Regions from separate parts of the Mus musculus genome. Here all the other regions are linked to region 1. A link is a contact called in public HiChIP or PLAC-seq data. All regions are on one chromosome and are shown on one strand. Each heading gives the region's core, a stretch centred on a gene start, on an enhancer-like site or on the middle of the called end of the contact. The rest is flanking DNA. Distances are from core to core; before and after follow the strand shown. Region 1 overlaps Syne2 (spectrin repeat containing, nuclear envelope 2). Region 2 overlaps Syne2 (spectrin repeat containing, nuclear envelope 2). Region 3 overlaps Syne2 (spectrin repeat containing, nuclear envelope 2).

Region 1 (3,840 bases), core at 387-2,886:
TGGTGGCATGGGAAGCTAGAACTGACTCCTGTCTCTGGAGTGCGGAACTGCCAAAAAAAAAAAGTAGGGTGGGGAGCGAGCTGTACACCCCGAGAATCCTGGGCATCCTGAGGCCACTTTGAGCTCTTCTAAGGTTGCACATAATTGTTTTTTCCTCCACCCCCACCCCCTTTGGATTCTTTTCAGGTTTAAATAAAGGGCGGATTAGTCACCCAGCTTGCTCATTTCCTCCTGAAGTGTGGTAGTAAGAAAGCAGAATGGCTAAGTACTGGCACTTAAAACTATATGTACATGACCTGCCAGAGGTAGTCAAATAAAAATCTAGAATAAATTAAGACAGGTGATAAATTAGTTATTACAGATTAACCACTTACTATTATAACTGATGATGTCAGATAACAGAAAAAAAGGCCACACAATCTTTGCTACTAAGGTATAGTCATATCCAAAACTTGGAAATAGCTAATCACTTATTTATATAACTAGTCAGGCTAGAAATCAATGCCTGACAGTAGTCCCAATGACTGTTTACCTTAACAGTGACCACTGAGACCTGTGGAGCCAGGGTGGGCGGAGCGGTGTGTGAGGCTCAGGGAAAACACTGGGGGAGCAGAGAATGCCAGCCTTGAAGAAAACTATAAAATTGGGTGGATGAGGGCAGACAGTTTGTTGGTTTTGTTTGTTGGGTTGTCATTATTGCTTTTGGGGCTTGGGGATGCTAGGATCAAACTCAGGGCCTCTTACCCAACCAGGCAAATATCCTCCCATTGAGGATACCCAAGCCTAAGAAATAGCCTTTTACTGGAAAAGAGCAGACATGTAAAGTAGTAGGTAGTCAGGAAGAATCTAACCCCTCGGAGGTTATATTTTTTGAGGTAGGATGTATGTTTGTAAGCAACTCCTGTTAGAAGCGTGTTGTTTGTCTCAACCGTGCTTTGTTAACAAGTTTGCGCACAATCTTAAAGTGGGAAATGTTGGAATTCATTTTAATTCTAATTCGCACATGGAGACCAGTATTTGTACAGATCAGAATGCTAAGCCCTATGTCTGAAGGGATTTTCCAGAAGAGACAGTGTCCTCTCTGCATATCCTGGGAGAGGGCGGGTCCTATAGTGTCAGGCAAGACTATCACGTTAAAACCAATCCCTACCTCCATGTTGAAACAAATAAATCCGTAAGTGTGGAATAGTTCAGTTGCATCTTCTCTCTGGGAGAAAGTTTGCTTTTGTATTGGTAAGATATCTAGTTGCCTCAATACATTGAAAATATGTCACACTTAATTCAAACTTCACACCAAAGCAGTCGGTTCTTAACTCCACTTCTGAAAAAGCAAAAGCCAGTTTAGGGATTTTTCCCCCCTCTCGGGGAATGGAGAAAACATTCTTTATTGCTCCAGGAAGTTCATTACTTGCCCCAACCTGTTTTTAACAGAGAATTTAGATGGGTAAAGAGAAACTAAAGTGCAATCTTGCTACTTGGGAAGATGTTACAATCGGGCGGCAGATTCCAGCATATTGTTAAGCCCTGCCAGCATGAAGAGGCCATTTTTCTGACTCGGTTTTAGTTTTGGTTGTTGGGTGCACAGCCGTGTAATGCCTTGCTTAATCATCATGTGTCATGCCACTTTAAGCACTGGCCAGCTCCCTGAAGTGTTTGGGATACACACCCTCATACGCTCTCTCTCCCTCACCTGTCTCCCGGGGATCGCCACTCTCCGCCTCTGGGCCCGGGAACACTGTACCTGTGTACATGCAGGTCGGCTGCCTGGAAACCCATGCCACCGGGTCACGTGGCCGTTGCTATGAGCGTGGAGGTGCATTTTTCTTTTTTCTTTTCTTCCTCCTTCTGTCCTTACTTTGTTTCTTTTCACCGGGGAGGAGGGGGAGAGGGGGAGGCAGGTTCTCGGGTCTTTCCAAGCCCCGGGTGGAAAAGCCTTGGATTCCTGCCTTCTCACTGCTGGACTATCTTTGGCTTCATTTTAGGGTGCCACACCCCCCATTGAAGCTGCACTCCTGGACTTTCCTAGAGAACAAGGAGCTTTTGAGTCCACCGTGGAGAGAAGTAGGCCTCGGCCTGCAGACATCCTCCGTGTCTGCAAGACCCAAGTGGCCAAGCTGGAGCTGTGGCTGCAACAAGCCAACGTGGCCTTTGAGCCAGAAACTGTAGACGCGGACATGCAACAGGTGGTGGAAGAGGAGCTGGCGGGGTGCCAGGTAAGATAGGCAGGCAGGAGTGAGGGTTTACCTAGTCACCAACTCCTGCCAAGGTGGGGCAACGTGCTCTTAAAGCAACAGGCTGCTCCTCCCATGGCTCTAAAGCCACTCGCCGTGTTCCCGATGAGTCTTTGAAATTCTTTGTGTGATCAGCCACTCTGAGGGGACAGGAGTGAATAACAGCCCAGAACGGAAACCAGCCCGGGGTCACATGAACTGTGAACATTGACCAATTAATTCCCTTCTCAACCTGATTTTCCTCCTCTGGTAGCACAGGTTAGCTCATAGAAAATTTTTTGTTGGGTCTAAATGAGATGAACTCACAAGACTGGCATTAAACTGAACCCAGTATCTGTTCCTGCGATCCATAACCACAAGGTTATTGTGGATAAATAATGAGTTCATCGGAGTGAGACTAAACGTCCAAGCTCTCGAAGACCAGCTAAACACTGCGTGCCCTGTTAGCAGGGGCGCCCTGAACTCGGCTTCCTTGTCTGAAGTCACTCTGAGAAAAGCTCGGTGGCTCAGCCCAAAGGCGGGGACTTGTGTGTCTCTCCAGGGAGGGGCTGGGATGACGACACCTCAGCGGTGTGATTGCTGTCATAACAGCAGAGGTTTGCTGGCTGCTTAAGGTGGCCTCTCCCCAAGCTGTGCCCCGCAGACCAGCCTTGGCCTCCTACCAGGGATGAAGACACCCTCCTGTCTCAGTGTGTCTCAGAAGCACTGGCCCTGCCACCAGAAGCTCTCCCTGAAGGAACCTGTCTTGTGGTTGGGGTAGCCAGTTCCACTGGAGGTGGATACATCTCCTTTTTGTCTACCCAGAACCACCTGCAGAGGGAGGCGACAGGGTAGGGCAAGCTTGATAGTTCTAATAGTTTGTCTATTCTGGTTGGCCTTCCTAGGGGTAGAGTTAAGCCCAGTAACAGACCAGGCAGGGCTATACTAAGTTGTGCCTCAAGTATCCTCAAGTTTGAACTCCAGCTCCTTAAGGCTATCTGATACTGATTTGCTGCTACCAACAGGTAGCGCGCATGCCAATGGCTTGGTTACCACCACCATCCCCATCCTCTTGCTGCTTTGCATCCATTTTAAAGAGTGCTGGACTATGCAAAGACAAGATGTGCCCACCAGGGGGCAGTATCACCCAGCAAGCTTGCTGTGGGCAGACTTGGCAGGAATAGGAGTCTAAGAAAACAGAAGTTCTTCCTAGAGGCTTAGGCATCTAGATAACGGCCTAACACAATGGAGAACCTGGATGGAGTGAGGTGAGGCATTTTATTGACTAGTCTTACCTGTGGCAGACAGAGTGAGGGTGCAATTTTCAGGCTATAAATAGCTGGAAATATGAACTCTGTTTAACTCATTTGAACTCTGTTTAAATACTTAAACTATATTTAAACTGAATATATAGATATTTGGGTTTGGCAATGATGGGCTTTAAACTCACTATAGGAAAATGAAGTACCGGTCAGCAAGATCACTTTTCTCTCATTTATATGACAATATTGACACCTATGGTTTCATATTGAAACATAAAGGGCCCTCAACGGTCTGGAAAAAAAATAATGATAAGGTTATCATGGAAAGTGGCCAGAAGACAAATAGATCAGTTAAGGAAACAATATAT
Region 2 (3,969 bases), core at 1,139-3,638, 160 kb before region 1:
TATTTATGTGTGTGTGTTTTATTTGCAATCTAAATGTAAAAGCTAGCCGTGGTTTGCTTGGCATTATTTCTATTTATTTTGTGTCCTTTTTTACACAGCAGCTTTGAGACTTGCATCTGTATTTTATCTGAATAGGTGGGGACAGCCTTGATACTGTGGATGGGTGAGGTTTCAATGAAGTGAATCCCATATGTAATCCACAACTAGTCTTTGCAAAAGGGAGGGTTTCCTGTGCACTTAGCGGTATAGCTGTTGCCTATCTGAAAATTCATCAGCTAGTGAGCTATCCATCTTTATTGATAAGTTTGGTGTTGTAGCTAGCTAGTATAGAAATGAAGCTCTGAAAAATATTTGGAAACATTTATGAGACTCCTCTCTCTCTCTCTCTCTCTCTCTCTCTCTCTCTATATATATATATATATATATATATATATATATATACACACACACATTTTATTCATTTATTTATTTATTTATTTATTTATCTATCAAAACAGGGATTCAATGTATAGCCCTGGTTGTTCTTGAATTTGGTGTGTGTGTGTGTGTGTGTGTGTGTGTGTGTGTGTGTGTGTGAATGAAACCAGAAATGTTCTGTTTACTGTTTTCTGCTTTGCTCTCTGCCTTCAGTGGCTTCCAACCGCATGCGGGTGAGCCTTGGTGAGGCCCATGGGTTCTCTCTGCTCACCTGATTCTCCCACCACATCCCTCCAGTTCCCGGTAACTCCACATCTCCCTAAGGCACCGTGGTCCTCCCCGCCTGTGAGCTCTGAGTGGGCTGCTCCCTCTAGACTGGGAGAAGTCCAGCTGGCCCCAGCCTCCTCTGCAGGCTGCCCTGCTAGCCTGAGATAAGCCCTTCCTCCTCTTCATCCCCTTTATCTCTCTGGGGCCTTGCAGATTTGTGTTTATTATACTTCATAGCACTTCCTTGCCACAGAGCGAGCTTCCTGGGGTTTAGATAGAGGGCATAGCTTCCCCGTTCTTTGCATACTGAGGCATTTGACCCTAGCCCAGTGAACAGAGTGCTGAGCTGGAAGACGTCACCAGAGTCCCCAAGCTGGCGAGCAGCTGAGTTGTGATTTGCCTCTGGCTTTTGTACTGCATGCCTCTGCTGTGCTAAAGAACCAGAGGGGATTCTGCTCAGGGTTGTTCTGTAGCTGCTTTTAAGTTGGAGACTTACTCCATTCCATGCATAGCGAATTTTATACTAGATTGTGCATAGGCGATTTCAGGTTCCTAAGGTGCTTAAAATAATTATCGAATTACTAGAAATTGTGTGGTATATGTTTTCTAGAATGGGTCGTTTAGCTAGGGGAAGCGATGCCCACATTCTCTGGATGGTGCACTTGTGGAACATACGTAAAAGGTGTGGATGCTTTGCTCCATGGATAGGACACGTGGAGTGACATCATAGCATCATCAACCTGACTCTGGCCAGGATCCAATCCCATTAGCCAGGGACACTCCGTACCTAGACTGCCCACGCAGAACGAAAAGAACGCATGGAGTGAATTATTTTTCCGAGGCTAGACTCCATGTTATCTGCAGTTTTATGATGGTTCTTCTTGCCAGACTGACAAAGGAAGAGGGGAAGGCAGGTCAGGGACACAGAGCTTGCATATACCTGTGAAGGCTACTTTGGTACCATAGTAGAATTATTGCCTGCTTGGGGAAAAAAGGCAGACAGGATTATTTTTATTATAAGTACAACATAGCTGAAGGCTTTTGGTCCAAGTCTTATTTATTTATTTATTTATTTATTTATTTATTTATTTATTATATGTAAGTACACTGTAGCTGTCGTCAGACACTACAGAAGAGGGAGTCAGATCTCGTTACGGATGGTTGTGAGCCACCATGTGGTTGCTGGAATTTGAACTCCTGACCTTCGGAAGAGCAGTCGGGTGCTCTTACCCACTGAGCCATCTCACCAGCCCGGTCCAAGTCTTAGAAGCATTTGAGGGGGTGGTAATAGGGCTCAGTGGCTACCCGATTGCAGAGCAAGCCTGGTGAGCTGAGTTTGATCTCTGGCATCCAGAGGAAGGAGAGACCTGACTCCATGAAGTTGTCCTTTGACCCCTCCACATGTATGACACACATATATTACAACAGTAATACGTAAAGCTTTATAAAAAGCATTTGATTTTATCCGTGATGTAAACAGCCTAGTCTTTGTGCATTTGCTGGCAGGGATTCTGTGTAACATGGGGGTGCCGGCGGCTGTTGTATGAGGAAGTGTATTTTCTTTCCTCTTCATTCAGAGCCTGTGTCAGAGGCAGATAGAGACATGATAGTGGGTAGAATGGCCTGATTAGGCCACAGCGTCTGAACAGACAACCCCTCCTTTACGGTGAGGAGATTGTGGTCATGCCCTGATGGAGAATAGTGAACTTTAGACAAATTAAATAATCCGTGCAGAAATGTGGTGACTCATAGAAGAGAATGCTAAGGAGTGAGCACCTGCCTGCCTCCCTCCCTCCCTCCCTCCCTCCCTTCCTCTCTCTTTCTTGTTCCTGCCTCTCCCCTCCTCTTCCTCTCTTTCTCTCCCCTCTTCTTTTTCCCTCCTTCTTTATTCCCTTTGCCCCCACCCCCCACCCCCACCCCATCTGTCTCCCTGTGTCTGCCTTGGAGCTCACTGTGTAGAGCAGGCTGGCCTCTCCTTCTGATGGGTTTGGGGGTGCTGGAATTACAGGAGTTTGGCTTAATTTTTGGAGACATTTTCAGGTTTTTCCTTTGGTTTTGTTTTTGACGGGGTCTCGTTATGCAGGCCTGGCTGGCCTAGAACTTGTTGTGTAGAACATGCCTCCTCGAATTCACAGAGGTCTACTTGCCTCTGCCTTGCAGTGCTGGCTTTAAAGGCGTTGTTACCATCATGCACAGCTTGGGATGCGCTTTGCTTGTTCTGTCTTGCAAGGGGAAGAGATGTCTAGGGAAGGAAGGAATGGTGTATGTTCACTGACTTTACACTGTGAGGGATGTTGGCTGCCTAGGCTGGCTCATTTTGATTAAATGCTTTTTACTTGAGATTGAACCCGAGCCCTTGCTTTGCCCTGTGTTGCTTGCCCAGCCGCTCTTGAGAAATTACAAAGGGAGCTGTGGGCAAGACATCTTTTGAACATTTCCCCTGTTCATTTCAGGGTTAGGTTATTTCACATTGAAGTAGCAGATCAAACACACGGGCTGCCAAAAGGACACTATGTAATCATTTTGTTTTCACAAATAGGGTAGGCTAATGCGTTAGAAAGATGGTGTCCAGCTACAGGATGTTCTTAATTAGCCAGGCAACTAGGAAGGTGCCTTATGTGGTTACACAAACTACCACGAGAGGGGGGTCAGTTTCCTGTGGCCTGGCCTAGGGGCTGCTGAGGCTTAGCTGTCATCGTGGACCCGTATGAACACACATTCAGATTAGTTACCTTGCCATCTCAGACAACATTTGAATGTTCTGTTTGGCACTGTTATCATCTAGATGACATATTATAAAAGATTAAAAACATCTTCTGCTCCCGGATAGCTTTAAGGCTAGGGTACAGAAAACTGATCTCTGCAGCTAGATTGTACTCCATTTAAATGGGTTCATTATGTACTGGGTATTCTAGAGGGAAGCTTCCCATGTCTTTCTTTCTTCCTTCCTTCCTTCCTTCCTTCCTTCCTTCCTTCCTTCCTTCCTTCCTCCCTCCCTCCCTCCCTCCCTCCTTCCCTTCCCTTCCCTTCCCTTCCCTCCCCTCCCCTCCCTTCCTTCCTTCCTTTTTGTTGTTGTTGTTTAGTGTTTCTCTGTGTTGCTCTGGCTGTCCTGGAACTTGATCTGTATACCAGGCTGGCCTCGAACTCACAGAGCTCCACTTGCCTCCGTCTCTTGAGTGCTGGGACTAAAGGTGTGCGCCACTGCTGCCGAGCTGCTTTCCACGTATTGCTTACTTTTAGTAACATTAAAATTTATTCAGGTTAAGTAAGATGGCATAATTATGG
Region 3 (4,326 bases), core at 705-3,204, 180 kb before region 1:
AAATAAAGTAGACATTAAGGAATAAGACCCAACCTTGGTATTTCCAACCTTTCTCAATGTTGGCTCTGTCTTCCAGCTGGAAGAGGGAGCGCACATCTAGGTGGTGGGCGATGGCTCCTGGGCCTCTTCACAGACTCAGTGTTCAGCCCCCCACTGTGGAGTCTCTGTTTTGAGACAGAAACCATCTCATTACTGGGTGACTCCATTGTCAGCTGGATGGAGACATGGCTGAAAGGGAGCCTCCTTCTCCATTTTATGTCTCATGTTCTAATATTTCTTCCCTTTTAATCTGTCTGCGGTTTCCAGTGCTTAAGGCTTCCTTTCTCTTAATTTTGATCAAATGAAGCCATTTGTGTAAAAACTTAATCTGATGAACCCCATTTTACTTAAATTGGAGAGGAAATTGGGGATAGAATAAGAGAATTATTATTGTTGATTATTTTATTTTATTTTTTGGGGGAGCCAGAGTCTCAAGTATCCCAGCGCTAACCTCAAACTCCCTGCAGTGCCCTTGAACTTCTGATCTGCCCACCCCCACCCAGTCGAGCTCTGAGTTCAGATAGTGCTTGGGATGGGACCTGGGGCTTCCTGCCTGCTAGGCTGGCACTCCTCCAGTTAAGCGTCTTTAACCTGAATGTGGTTTTTTTTTTTTTTTTGCCTTCAGTAGTTTCTTATTTATTTATTTATTTATCTGACTTGTTATTTTTGGCAGCTCTGGAGCCTGAGCCCAGGGCCCTAAGCATGCTAGGCATGTGCTCTGCCTGCAGCAACAGTGTAGGCTCTTTTTATTATCTTTATTTTAACATAGGGCATTGTTGGTCAGGCAATGGTGATACCTTTAATCTCAGCACTCAGGGCACAGAGGCAGGAGGATCTCTGAGTTTCAAGGCCAGTCTGGTCTATAGGTCAGGGCCACTTGTTGTTACAGAGAAGCCTTGTCTCAAAAAACAAGAACATACCCTAAACAAATAAACAGATGATGATGATGATGGTGGTGGTGGTAGTGGTGGTGATGATGGTGATGATGATGATGGTGGCAGTGTGGGATGGTGATGATGGTGATAACAAGGCAGTGTTAAGTTGTACAGCTGGCTTTGGACTTGAATCTTATTGCTTCAGCCTCCTGAGTAGCTGGATTACAGGCATTTGCCACTACCCACATCTTGGGGTCTCCCTTACTAGAGGAGAAACATATGATCCTGGGGTCACGTTGTGGTTGCAGATAAAATTACATCTGTGGAGCCAGGGAGATGGCTCAACAGGTAGAGGCATTTGCTGCCAAGCCAGACACTCTGAGTAAGACCTCAGGGACCCACATGATAGAAGAGAACTGACCCCCAAAGTTTTCCTCTGACCTCCAGATGACCCCTAAACACAATACATAAAAAGTAATAAAAATAACTATTAAAATTTAAATACCTGTTGTATCTTTGAAAGTTTAAATCTGGAACTTAAGTGTCTTTTAAGTTTTCATTTTCATACACACACACACACACACACACACACACACACGCACACTATATGCACACACACACTATATGTATACACACACTATATGCATTCACACACATGCACACACACACACCACACTCTACACATACACTATACACACACACTATACACACACTATAGTACACACACTATACATACGCACACTACACGCATACACTATACACACACACTGTATGTACACATACACTATACACATTCACACATACACACACTACACACACACACTGTACACACAAACTACACACACATGCTATACACACATACTATGCATACACACTACACACACATACTACCCACACACACTATACACACATACACACATACTAGGCACACACACACACACACACACACACACACACACACACACACACGGTTCTTCCCTGTTTCCACTTTCCAGTCTCCCGGCACTCACAGCTCCCTTCCCTAGAGATTATCATCGCTGCTATGAATTCGTGTTATGCTTCATTCATTTGAATATTTCCAAACCCTCGCTGTAACTCACTGCTTTCCCTAGACTTTGCACTTCCTCCTTTTCACCTAGAATCTTGGTGTCGTGGTTTGTTCCTGAGGTGTCATAAACCCGGCTCTTATTTTAGTCCTCCCTTCTGAAAGCCCGGCACACATCAACTCTAACCCACTTTAAATATTCTTGGCTTGGCTGGTGGATCCTGGATGTAACCAGGGTAAGAATTTCAAGACCTTGAGCTTCTCACTTGCTGTGAAACCAGTTCTGTTAGTTAATTTATCACAGCAGTTTGACAGCCAAATGCAGTCGTGGGCAAAAGCATGTTTCCTTTTCCTTATTCTCCCTCTCTCTGTCTGTCTCTCTCTGTCTCTGCCTCTCTCATTGAGAAAGAGCGGAGAAGCTGGAGATGTAGCTCATTCAGCGGCTTGCTTGTCATGTGTGCGCAGTGCCCTGGGTTTGATTCTCAATACTGCATAACCAAGTGTTCAGGCTGGCGTGGCTGTAGACATGTGGTATTAAATTTCTCTACAGAACTGTGCAGTGAATGAGAGGATTGGACGTATGTTTCCTATTAGGTTTCTTGCTGTAGTGGTTAAGGACATGGCCTTTGAAGCTAAAAGTATTTGGGTTCAAGTTAGTCCTGCTAATCGCTTGATGTGTGGCTTTGGATAAGTTACGCACTCTCCCAGTTTCCCTAAAGCGGGTAGATGGGATGTATTTTATAGACGTGCCAAAGTCATGGTTCATGGACAGTGTGTGGCACGAATTAAATACTGAACAAATATTAGCTTTTCCTTTACTGCTTTGTTGGTTTCAAGTAGACAACCTCCAGTCTGATCACCTTGAAGAGGGGAATCCCCAGTTCTTCACAGCGGGTAGGGCTCACTTTCATTTGCCCCGTTAATCAGTCACCAGAAGTGATGTATAGTTACAGACAACTTTGGAAGGCTGGTGCAGATCTCAGGATCTCTCTTGGTGGTCAGTTCTAAGTGGCATGAGGATTTCCTTGCATCTCGGGGGTCTGTCCGTTTCTCCACATCTTTAAGTGTTTAGTTTTGTGTCTACTGAGGAACATAGTGTAGCCTATGTAAGAGATCTTTTGAGGTTTGATTGACTTGTTCAGCAACAGAGAGAAAACAACCTAGACTGGCTTCCTTATCGCCTTCTTTCTCTGTCTCCTCCTTTCTCTCCCTCTCTTCTTTTTCTGAGCTGGAGATTGAATCCAGGGCCCCACACATCCTAGGCATGTACTTTACCATTGAACTCTCTCATCCCGTCCCGTGGGGCTTTGTTTCTTGTTGAAGGCTGTGTATGCAGTGTGTGGGGGTGGGCTGGGGTGAGGCCAGGCTCATTCCATGAAGAGAGCTTTGAGAAGGGAAAAATAATCCCCAGAAACTCAAAACTCATTTTGAAATTCCATAAAGGAAACGGAAGACCCTGTTCCCTTAGTCCTTGAACTGAAGGAGTCAGAGAAATATATGCATTATGAGAAATTTTGCTTTCACAGAAAAATGCATGGATTTTAAACACTTTTTTAAAAAATCAGAAAACTCTATGAAGAATTGTAATCTCAGAAAGAGAAACAGATTAAGTTTGTTGTTGTTGTTTATTCAGGCCAGATAAATTTCTGATGGAGTCACTGTGCCCACCATAAGAAAAAGACAAAGAGGAAGCTGTGTGCACAGCACCTTCTGTTCTTTTGGGGAGATGGGAGGGTAGGTCAGATCTGAAGATGGGACTGAGAGCAGGCAAATTTGTATCCTCCTGGGAAACTCCAAAAAACTCTGGTTGTTTCTCTTCAGGTGAAAAAGGTCAGCTTTGTTGGAGAATAAAGTGGAAACTCATTTCCAAGTGTTCTGTCACCCCAGGATTCCACCAGGGACTGGCCCTGACTGCAGAATTCTCCACTGCAGCAAAGGCTCTCACTAAATGGCTCTGGCTATCCCAGGACTCACTCTGTAGCTCACAGGCTGACCTCCAACTCCTGGAGCTCCTGCCTCTGCCTCCTAGAGTGCTGGGGTTAAAGGCATGTGCCTTTTTAATCTTTTATTTTTAGTGATCTGAGTGTGTGTGTGTCTGCATGGAATATGTTTGTGTGTGTACAGTGTCTCCAGGGGACAGGAGACAGCCTCAGATCTTCTGGAGTAACAGGCAGTTGTGAGCTTTCTGAACTAGGTGCTGGGTTTGAACTGTGGCCTCTGTAAGAGCACTGTACATTTCTAACCACTGAGCTGTGCCTCCCCAGGCTGGCCTCAAAGGCACAGTCTTCCTTCAGCAAGTCCTGCCTACATGTGCCACCAAGACCAGATGGATACTCCTTTTCAACGAAAGATTTTCTGTTACAGTTA

The links. HiChIP or PLAC-seq counts read pairs in DNA pulled down with a chosen protein or histone mark.
Region 2: an HNF4G HiChIP or PLAC-seq map of pancreatic cancer cells shows a contact between it and region 1. The contact joins two enhancer-like sites. A contact is called at or near these places in 1 of 115 datasets of contacts at active chromatin or transcription factors (pancreatic cancer cells) and 2 of 9 other capture datasets (adipose tissue and liver).
Region 3: a contact with region 1 is called in a FOXA1 HiChIP or PLAC-seq map of pancreatic cancer cells. The contact joins two enhancer-like sites. A contact is called at or near these places in 1 of 115 datasets of contacts at active chromatin or transcription factors (pancreatic cancer cells) and 2 of 9 other capture datasets (embryonic stem cells and liver).

The regions. Positions count from the first base shown.
Region 1 is chr12:76,013,500-76,017,339 of GRCm38.p6, forward strand. Syne2 (spectrin repeat containing, nuclear envelope 2) reads left to right here. Exons shown (of 116, transcript NM_001005510.2): 66 at 1,983-2,213. Among named protein-coding and RNA genes, the nearest start is that of Mir5101, 110 kb to the left of the region's middle. Within about 2 kb of position 1,637, at least 70 of the 459 cell types and tissues checked have an H3K27ac peak or open chromatin away from gene starts, as enhancers often do. A contact at or near this core is called in pancreatic cancer cells, where this site is marked.
Region 2 is chr12:75,854,348-75,858,316 of GRCm38.p6, forward strand. All of the region lies in intron 2 of Syne2 (spectrin repeat containing, nuclear envelope 2), which reads left to right. Among named protein-coding and RNA genes, the nearest start is that of Gm40447, 37 kb to the left of the region's middle. Within about 2 kb of position 2,389, at least 51 of the 459 cell types and tissues checked have an H3K27ac peak or open chromatin away from gene starts, as enhancers often do. A contact at or near this core is called in pancreatic cancer cells, where this site is marked.
Region 3 is chr12:75,831,672-75,835,997 of GRCm38.p6, forward strand. The region is part of intron 1 of Syne2 (spectrin repeat containing, nuclear envelope 2); the gene reads left to right. Among named protein-coding and RNA genes, the nearest start is that of Gm40447, 14 kb to the left of the region's middle. Within about 2 kb of position 1,955, at least 51 of the 459 cell types and tissues checked have an H3K27ac peak or open chromatin away from gene starts, as enhancers often do. A contact at or near this core is called in pancreatic cancer cells, where this site is marked.